2 separate regions of the Mus musculus genome follow, and region 1 is linked to region 2. A link is a contact called in public HiChIP or PLAC-seq data. All regions are on one chromosome and are shown on one strand. Each heading gives the region's core, a stretch centred on a gene start, on an enhancer-like site or on the middle of the called end of the contact. The rest is flanking DNA. Distances are from core to core; before and after follow the strand shown.

Region 1 (3,569 bases), core at 1,038-3,537, 250 kb before region 2:
GGATGGATGGATAGATAGATATGGAAATAGATTAGATAGATAGATAGATAGATAGATAGATAGATAGATAGATAGATAGATAGATAGATAGGTAGGTAGGTAGGTAGGTAGGTAGGTAGGTAGGTAGATGAAGGGGTCTGATTTGAGTATAAAAGAAAGTGTGGAAAACATGTGGGAATTAGTGGTTACTTCCAGCTGAGAATTCATCAGATGCTTCACTGACAGTAAGACATTTCTACAGACTTGACAAGTGCGTTTAACAGAGTAGCAATAATAATGGGAAGCCTGAGAAAGACCATTTGGAACCATTTACTGAAGTCATTTAGCACAAAGTTGGCATTAAGTTTCAGGGAAGAGCCAGGGCTTCTCATAGCATGCAGTGTTCTACCTACCACCTTGCTGACCCTGCTACACTTCCCTTCCTACATTCTATTCCTACATCTTTACTAGTTAGGTCTTCTCTAACTCTGTAAAAATATAAGAGCGCCTGGGAACCTAAAGACTATCTCCTGTGCTAGCTGACAACACTGCCCCACATTTTTTTCTCTGGATCAATCTTCAGATAATTTAGGAAACAGATGGTCAGATAATTCCCTAACCAGGTACTAGCCAGGTATATACACACATGACTGGGAAGAAGACTCTATCCATATAATGTATTTCTCTTCTAAGCAGAAGGACCTGAATTCTATCCCCAGATCCAAGGTTAAAAGTAAAGTGACAGGTGTAGGGCATGTTATTCTAATCCCAGCACTGGAGAGGCGGTGTCACAGGTGATTGGGGTTCCCTGGTAAGCCAGAGTAGTCCAATCACTAAGCTTTGGGTTCAGTCAGAGTCCCTGACTCAGGAAAGCTAAACGTCTCCCAAGATAAGGCCAAATACACACATCTTCATGTAACCCCTCAACAACACAGAATTCACACATGCTCTAAACATTTATGTTTAACATAGTTATACTTTGATTTTAAGAGACAGAGAAATTATACTTTCTAATGTCTAATTGCAGCATGTGAATAATATTAACATCTATCATACTTTAGGCATGGAAGTTTAGCAGTAATGCATAGTTAGTGATATGTGCTGAACATCTTTCAATCTTATGTATGCATTTTAGATACCAAAACTTTAATTTTGAAAGTCAGTGATCTCTGTGGTGGCCAAGGATGCTTTAACTCTATTAAATATAACTGCCACTGGTCAGCAACTCACTACATAGAAACATTCTGCAATCCACATACTGACAAGTTGATAGGTTAGTGAAGCATAATTGTCTATATTCACAAAAAGGCAAATAAATGATGGAATTGGCTTCTCCTAACTAAGGTGATAGGCAGTGAGGTGCCAACCTCTAATTGCCCAAAGAGGGAAGATATTTGTCTAGAGTTTACCAAGGTCTTCAGAGAACAACTTTTTAACTAGCCTCCTTTGAGAAGAGATGTCTAGGAGGTTGCCATCTGCTTCAAACAAACTCTCCACTAAACCCTTTGCTTTCAATATCATCTCTTGCAGAGAGACAGAGACAAAGATACAGAGACAGAGAGACATAGACAGAGAGAGAGTGTGACAGGGACAGGGAGGGAGGAAAACCTTAAGATCTATCCTGCTTCATGTGACTACAAGGCATTGTGCAGTTTCAGATCCAACAAATGCCAGCACCTAAACCAGGTGCACATTCAAGAGTCTGTGTGCCACAAGCTGCCTTTGCCTCTGCTGCCATCTAGCCAGAACAGGATCCTAAGGGTGGAATGACCCTGTTCCCATGGTCAACTGCAAGCCACATAAGACCTAGCACCTGGCCAAATGGTGACAAATGTTTCCTGCGTCCAGTCTAGTAAACTCTCATTTGTGATTTAAAAAAAAAAAAAAAAAAAAAAAGGCATGGTCTAGTGAGCAGCTAGAGAGAGGACCAGGTGTCACTGGAGAAAGGTTTCTTGCTTGAAAGAATATGTGGGTCCTGGCAAGGACACAGCCCTCCTTGGCCTTGAGAGGATCACAGCAAACAGGCTTAACCAAGAGCCCTCCTCCAGACCCTTGCAGCTGGCTGGAAAATGAGCGTGACAGTAAACATGTGTTGCTTCTCTTGGGACCTGACTAATCAGATTACCTGCCTCAGATACATACCAGGGAATTTATGGTGAGGCCGTTTGGAAATTAAGCTCTCTGAAAGGAGGAATGGTTTATCACCATTGTTTGTTAGGGTCTAAAATTACTCTGCATACCTCACCGTCATACAGAGCAGAACATCTCTCACTCTATTGTCCCCTGCTGCAGAGGAGCTAACTGCCAGCCTCGGCTCTTGTCAAGGAGCCCAAACATTATCATTCAAAGGCTGTATTTACAAATGGAGCAGGACGGCAGTAAAACCGATGACCTTGCTGCTTCTGGAATCTCATAAAAAGTTTCCAAGCTGCTCCTCCCCAGAGCAAATAAGGGTGTTGCAGTTGCTAGTCCTCTGGCGGCGCTCCAGCTGGGGCTATTACATTCCTCCCTCATAAACTTTCCTCTGAGCTCTGAATACAGACTTGCCTGCTTGTCTGGGTGCTTAACTCTGGAAGTGCTGCTGTGTTTAGAGCATTTAAAGCGAGATGTAGGAGCAAAGTAGAAGAAAAACAGGGAGAGCGAGAAAAGAGGTGACTGGACACTCCGCTGTGGGCCAGGCACCGCACGGTTTTCTCATTCAAGCTTTGTAACCTATTCACATTGCATTCACCCATGTTCCCATGCCTGGAAGGCTTGAAGGACTGAGACTGGCATGTTTTGTTTCGATACAATGGGCATTGGTGCATGCATGCGTGTGTGTGTGTGTGTGTGTGTGTGTGTGTGTGTGTCCCTTTGACCGACACAATCTAGATTGCCTGCTGATATGGGCAAGGTGGAGGAAAGTCAATGAGAGCGATGAGTCAGAGCAGGGCTTCTGAGAACCTATTGTTTTACTGATGAAGAGAATCTGTCTTAGCTGACAGGTGTCTTTTGCCCTTTCCCCTTCTTACCTCTTTGAACAAGGATGTAGGGATTAGAGGAGCAGCCTTCACTTCATGATCAAAGTGGGGAGGTCCCAAGCAGAAAGACAGCAGAGACAACGCATGGATAGTCTTTGAGAGATTCTCAACTCCAAATCACGAATGCTCAAGTTTACTAGTAACACACACACACACACACACACACACACACACACACACACACACACACACACACACACGGGAGGAGAGATTCTTTATAGTGGTAGAAAGACTAAAAGGAATACTTAACTCTACAGTCTTTGCCTACTGGTATCCTAGTGATCCTGGATGTGCACTCAACTTCCCTTGCGCAGGGAGAGACATTTTTCAAACAATAGGAATGGCAAAGGGTGACAGAATTCCTGAGCTGCAACCATGTGTGTTCTGTAAGACTTATTTAATAGCAGATACAGTCTAGAGAGCTTTCTGGCTAATGAGAGAGCAAGCAGCCCACGAACCACATAACTCTTCCTTATGAGAGAAGCTGATGTGACAAGGAACTGTGGGAAGCATCAAGGAGTGAAGGTCAGCTGGCCCCAGACAGGCGGAAGCTGCTCTCAATCCCTTCTC
Region 2 (3,794 bases), core at 1,050-3,549:
AAGAAGGATACGAATCCTGGTGAGACAGGAGAAAGGAAACTCAGCAGGCTCTAATCTGACCAGTGATGGAATGGGTAGGGTATATGAGGACTCAGAGATTGAAGGTTTCATAATGTTGAAAAATTTCATGAATTTAGAATAATGAAGAGATGAAGAAGAGAAAAAAATTATTGAGGTCAGAAGTGGTTAGCAGTTACAAGACTTGCAGAGTCCAAATGTGACCATGGCGGAAACAGCTGAAGTAGGTTTGCTGTACAAGAGTGTCGAAAGGATTATCTAGGTGAGGGAAATGATAGCATCTACAGTAAGAGACAGAACGGCAGAAACGATCAGACCACGAGCTTGGCTCGCAAGTGAATGGCAGAGAACCTAACTGATGACAGCTCTGGTGTGGAAACTGACAGTCAGGACTACAGCATGGGTGGGGCTGGAAGTGAAGACAGCATTCTGATGACTTGCAGGCAGGAAAGTGGAGAGGCCAGAATTCCAATGCTTGGTTATTCCCTTAACAGTTCAACCAGCCTCAATCCAGGGGCCTACTGCTAGGAAAGCTGTCCTGCGGCCAAGCCAGTAAAGAAACGAGGATGCTAGGAAGCACATCAGCCTGAGTGAGCGAGCTGTTCAGGGGCATAGCCGAGCAAAATATGGGACAGAGAAGAGGGGAATGATCCCAGATGACAAGAGACACACAACTCAGTTCCAGACCATCTCTTCTGCAAAGTCTACAGAAAGAAAGACATGCTCTATAAACAGGAGCTTCAGAGTTAAACACTTTATTCAAATGATAGCTAGGTTTATGAAACCACACAACCAGGCTACGCATCTCGCCATAAAATTTTACTTCATTTTGTTTTAAGGCTTTAGGGACTGTTGGTGTTTGGGTTAGAAATGTTTCCCCCAAAACTCTCGTATCTGATCGCTAATCCCCAGCTGGTGTGGCACTTGTTGACTGGGGAGGTTGAACAATCTGAAGGAAGAGGAGGAGGCTAAATAGTGGCGGTGGACTGCTAGGGAAGGGCCTTAGCCATTTACAGCCCCAGCTACCTGTTTCCACTTCCCAATTCAACAAAGCCACTGCCTCCTACTCCTGCGGACTCAGGCTGAGGGGCTCCCTCCACCACACCTTCTCCACCATGACAGACTGAAATTCTCTTACATCATGAGCCACAGCAAACTGCTCCTGCTAAGTATTTTCGAAACAATGACGATTAAAGCAAATATATGGACCGCACTTTCTATTTTAATGTGGCGATATCAACAGAGAGTGCTTATCAGTAAAATCAGATTAGGATGTATCCATCTTCAGAAGAAAACTGAAAAGTGAATATGGGTTCCATTTATTTCCTGCCAACAAATACAGAAAGACCTAAGAAAGCCCAGAACAGCCTCTCAAGTAGCTTCGGGAAACTGTTCCCAAAAGCAAGGCAGTAATATACATATCCTTCTCTTAGTAGACAGAGCCATGCTGATTCCGTTCCTAGCAAAGGATGGACTTACTTTTAGATCACCTGAGAAAACTAGAATTTTACTAAAGTGAACCATTTCATGCCCCACAATCCAAAAACATTACAATGAAGTCATCCCAGACCCCCATATGCCCAAAGCCCAGGTGCATCTATCAGTAAACATTCATTAATACCAAAACCCAAGGGAGAGTCCCCCAAACTCATTCTTAGCCCTGAAGGGTGGAGCTGGGACTTCCCACTAAGGGTAGGTGGTCTCTGGGATTCATCTGTCCCACTTAAGAAGTCTGTATCAGAATAGCTCGACGCTTACTCAAGATCACTCAGTCTTCCACTGATTGCTTCCCACCTTTAATAAATTATGAGTTTCCTATAAAAGTTAAACAGGATAAGGCTGAGAGCTGCAAATGTAGAGTAAAAAAAGAGATTTCTAACACTGAATCCTCACATCAGAAGATGCTAAAATATGCACATGTGAATTATACACTACATATTTGCTATTTTCACAGAGAACTCCAGAAACAGCTCAACAAACTCACCCTTCCATGATAAATTCCTGGGCATATTCATAACAAAAGTCAGACAGATTTTGTTTTCAGTCACGTAGTTCTATAAAAATAAACTGTCATCACAACATCCTTGCAGGAGTAAAAGGCCATATTTGCCCGCAGTTAAATCCAACAGCAGCTGTTCTATGGAAAAAGAGGGCCCAATAATTGGCTTCTTTCACCTCTGTTAATCACGAACAAAAGTGTCATTCAGTTTCAAAATGGACAAAATGGTCCAATGGATGGTCAGCTAGCTGAGCCAATGGGTGGAATAACAATAACCCTGTAGCATTTCCCTTTGCCTTTTGTTTGGTCTTTCAAAGCCCTTAATTAAGACCTGCACAAAGCACTCCTCCGGGCTTTTCTCAATGAGGCATTACATGCCTGTTTTCTTGTATTTAAAGAAAAAAAATGGCAGGGATTTTCTGAAACACATTAAACAGAATACACAATTTCCATTTATTTGCAACTGAAATACTGTTAAAATTTTAGAGCTTAAATATTATCATAAGTAACAAAGCAAGTTCTTTCCATTCCAGGCTTGGGGAGTGGGGGTTGAAAGAAGGGTTGGTTCGAAGGGAATGGGAAAGCAGGGTCAGGGGCTAGGGAGGGGAGTGCCAACCCCAAAGTATTGTTCAGCCATTTCTCCAGAAATAAAACTGTGAGCAGCCATAATTTAGGAAGATCTAGAGCTGTGTCTTCCATCTTTCAATAATGTAACACACATAAATGGAAAGAAACCGCAAAATCTATGAGATGGTCTTACAGCGAGCGAGTAGAGGGCCAAACAGGGAGGTAGACGCTAGAATCAAATGTACTTCTTAGAAACTAATTTCAAAAAAATACCCCCAAGAAACATGAAGTATTTTTAGAATTGAATACTCTATGTAAGAATATTGTGTGATTCTATAATTGATTTTTTTTTTCTATCCCAGCCTCAACAAAGATTCATCTAATTATGGTGGATAAGCATCAGAATCTCTAAGCTTTAAAAAGATCCATGGCCTAATTAACTTTTCATTATCCAATTTTCTTTTTGCACAGATTAAAAAGGACTGTTGTGTTCGTTTTTAAATGCTCTGAAATATAATCTTTCCGGGTTGTAGGCTGTTCTGAAAATACCTACTCCTGCCCATAATTTGTGCCCCCCCCCCAATATCCTGAATGACAGCTTAATGTGACAGCTTCCTTGCCACAATTCACCAAAGGGGAGTGGCAGGTAGAGTTCTCAGAGAACAAACACCTAACAAAGCCATCATTGGGGGAGTTACTTTCAATCTGTCAATCTAATCCATCAAGTTGAATGTGCTCCACTATTCTCTTGTAAATGTGCTGATTTCAAACAAGGCAGAACCTGGCAGCTGCCCTGCAGAAGACTAAATGACCCAGCTCAAATGTCACCTCAGCTGGGAAGGCTTCCCACTCCCTAAGCAAAGCGAGCTTCTCGGCCTCCTCTTGTTCCCACAGACCTCAGTCCTGCGCTTCGGTATGGCACTCACTCTCACATCGATTCTTCTTGGACTTTTTTTTTCTTCTCCAACAAACCACATCATCTGTGGACACTTGTGAGCCATAGGGAAAAGGGCACATGGCCCAGAGTCAGAGAGCAGGAGTCCAACCCCTGGTTAGAAACTATAAACCATGACCTTGGATGTACATTACCAACATGTTAAGCAAATTAAATGTTTTACATCAGTGCCACAGTTTAACAGGGAATAAAGACCTCTCCAATGGATTAGTGACAATAAGGTGAACTGACAAATACAAAACGGAGTATAATCCT

What was found. HiChIP or PLAC-seq counts read pairs in DNA pulled down with a chosen protein or histone mark.
Region 1: a contact with region 2 is called in an H3K4me3 HiChIP or PLAC-seq map of embryonic basal ganglia, with 2.8 times the contacts expected there. The contact joins two enhancer-like sites. A contact is called at or near these places in 7 of 39 promoter capture datasets (the C10 cell line, the HPC-7 cell line, cranial neural crest and 4 more), 2 of 15 datasets of contacts at CTCF or cohesin (the NIH/3T3 cell line and pro-B cells) and 8 of 115 datasets of contacts at active chromatin or transcription factors (cardiomyocytes, embryonic basal ganglia, embryonic limb bud and 4 more).

The regions. Positions count from the first base shown.
Region 1 is chr2:110,191,334-110,194,902 of GRCm38.p6, reverse strand. No RefSeq gene overlaps it. Among named protein-coding and RNA genes, the nearest start is that of Gm22997, 25 kb to the left of the region's middle. Within about 2 kb of position 2,287, at least 142 of the 459 cell types and tissues checked have an H3K27ac peak or open chromatin away from gene starts, as enhancers often do. A contact at or near this core is called in embryonic basal ganglia, where this site is marked.
Region 2 is chr2:109,941,821-109,945,614 of GRCm38.p6, reverse strand. The region is part of intron 1 of Lgr4 (leucine-rich repeat-containing G protein-coupled receptor 4); the gene reads right to left. Among named protein-coding and RNA genes, the nearest start is that of Lgr4, 26 kb to the right of the region's middle. Within about 2 kb of position 2,299, at least 50 of the 459 cell types and tissues checked have an H3K27ac peak or open chromatin away from gene starts, as enhancers often do. A contact at or near this core is called in embryonic basal ganglia, where this site is marked.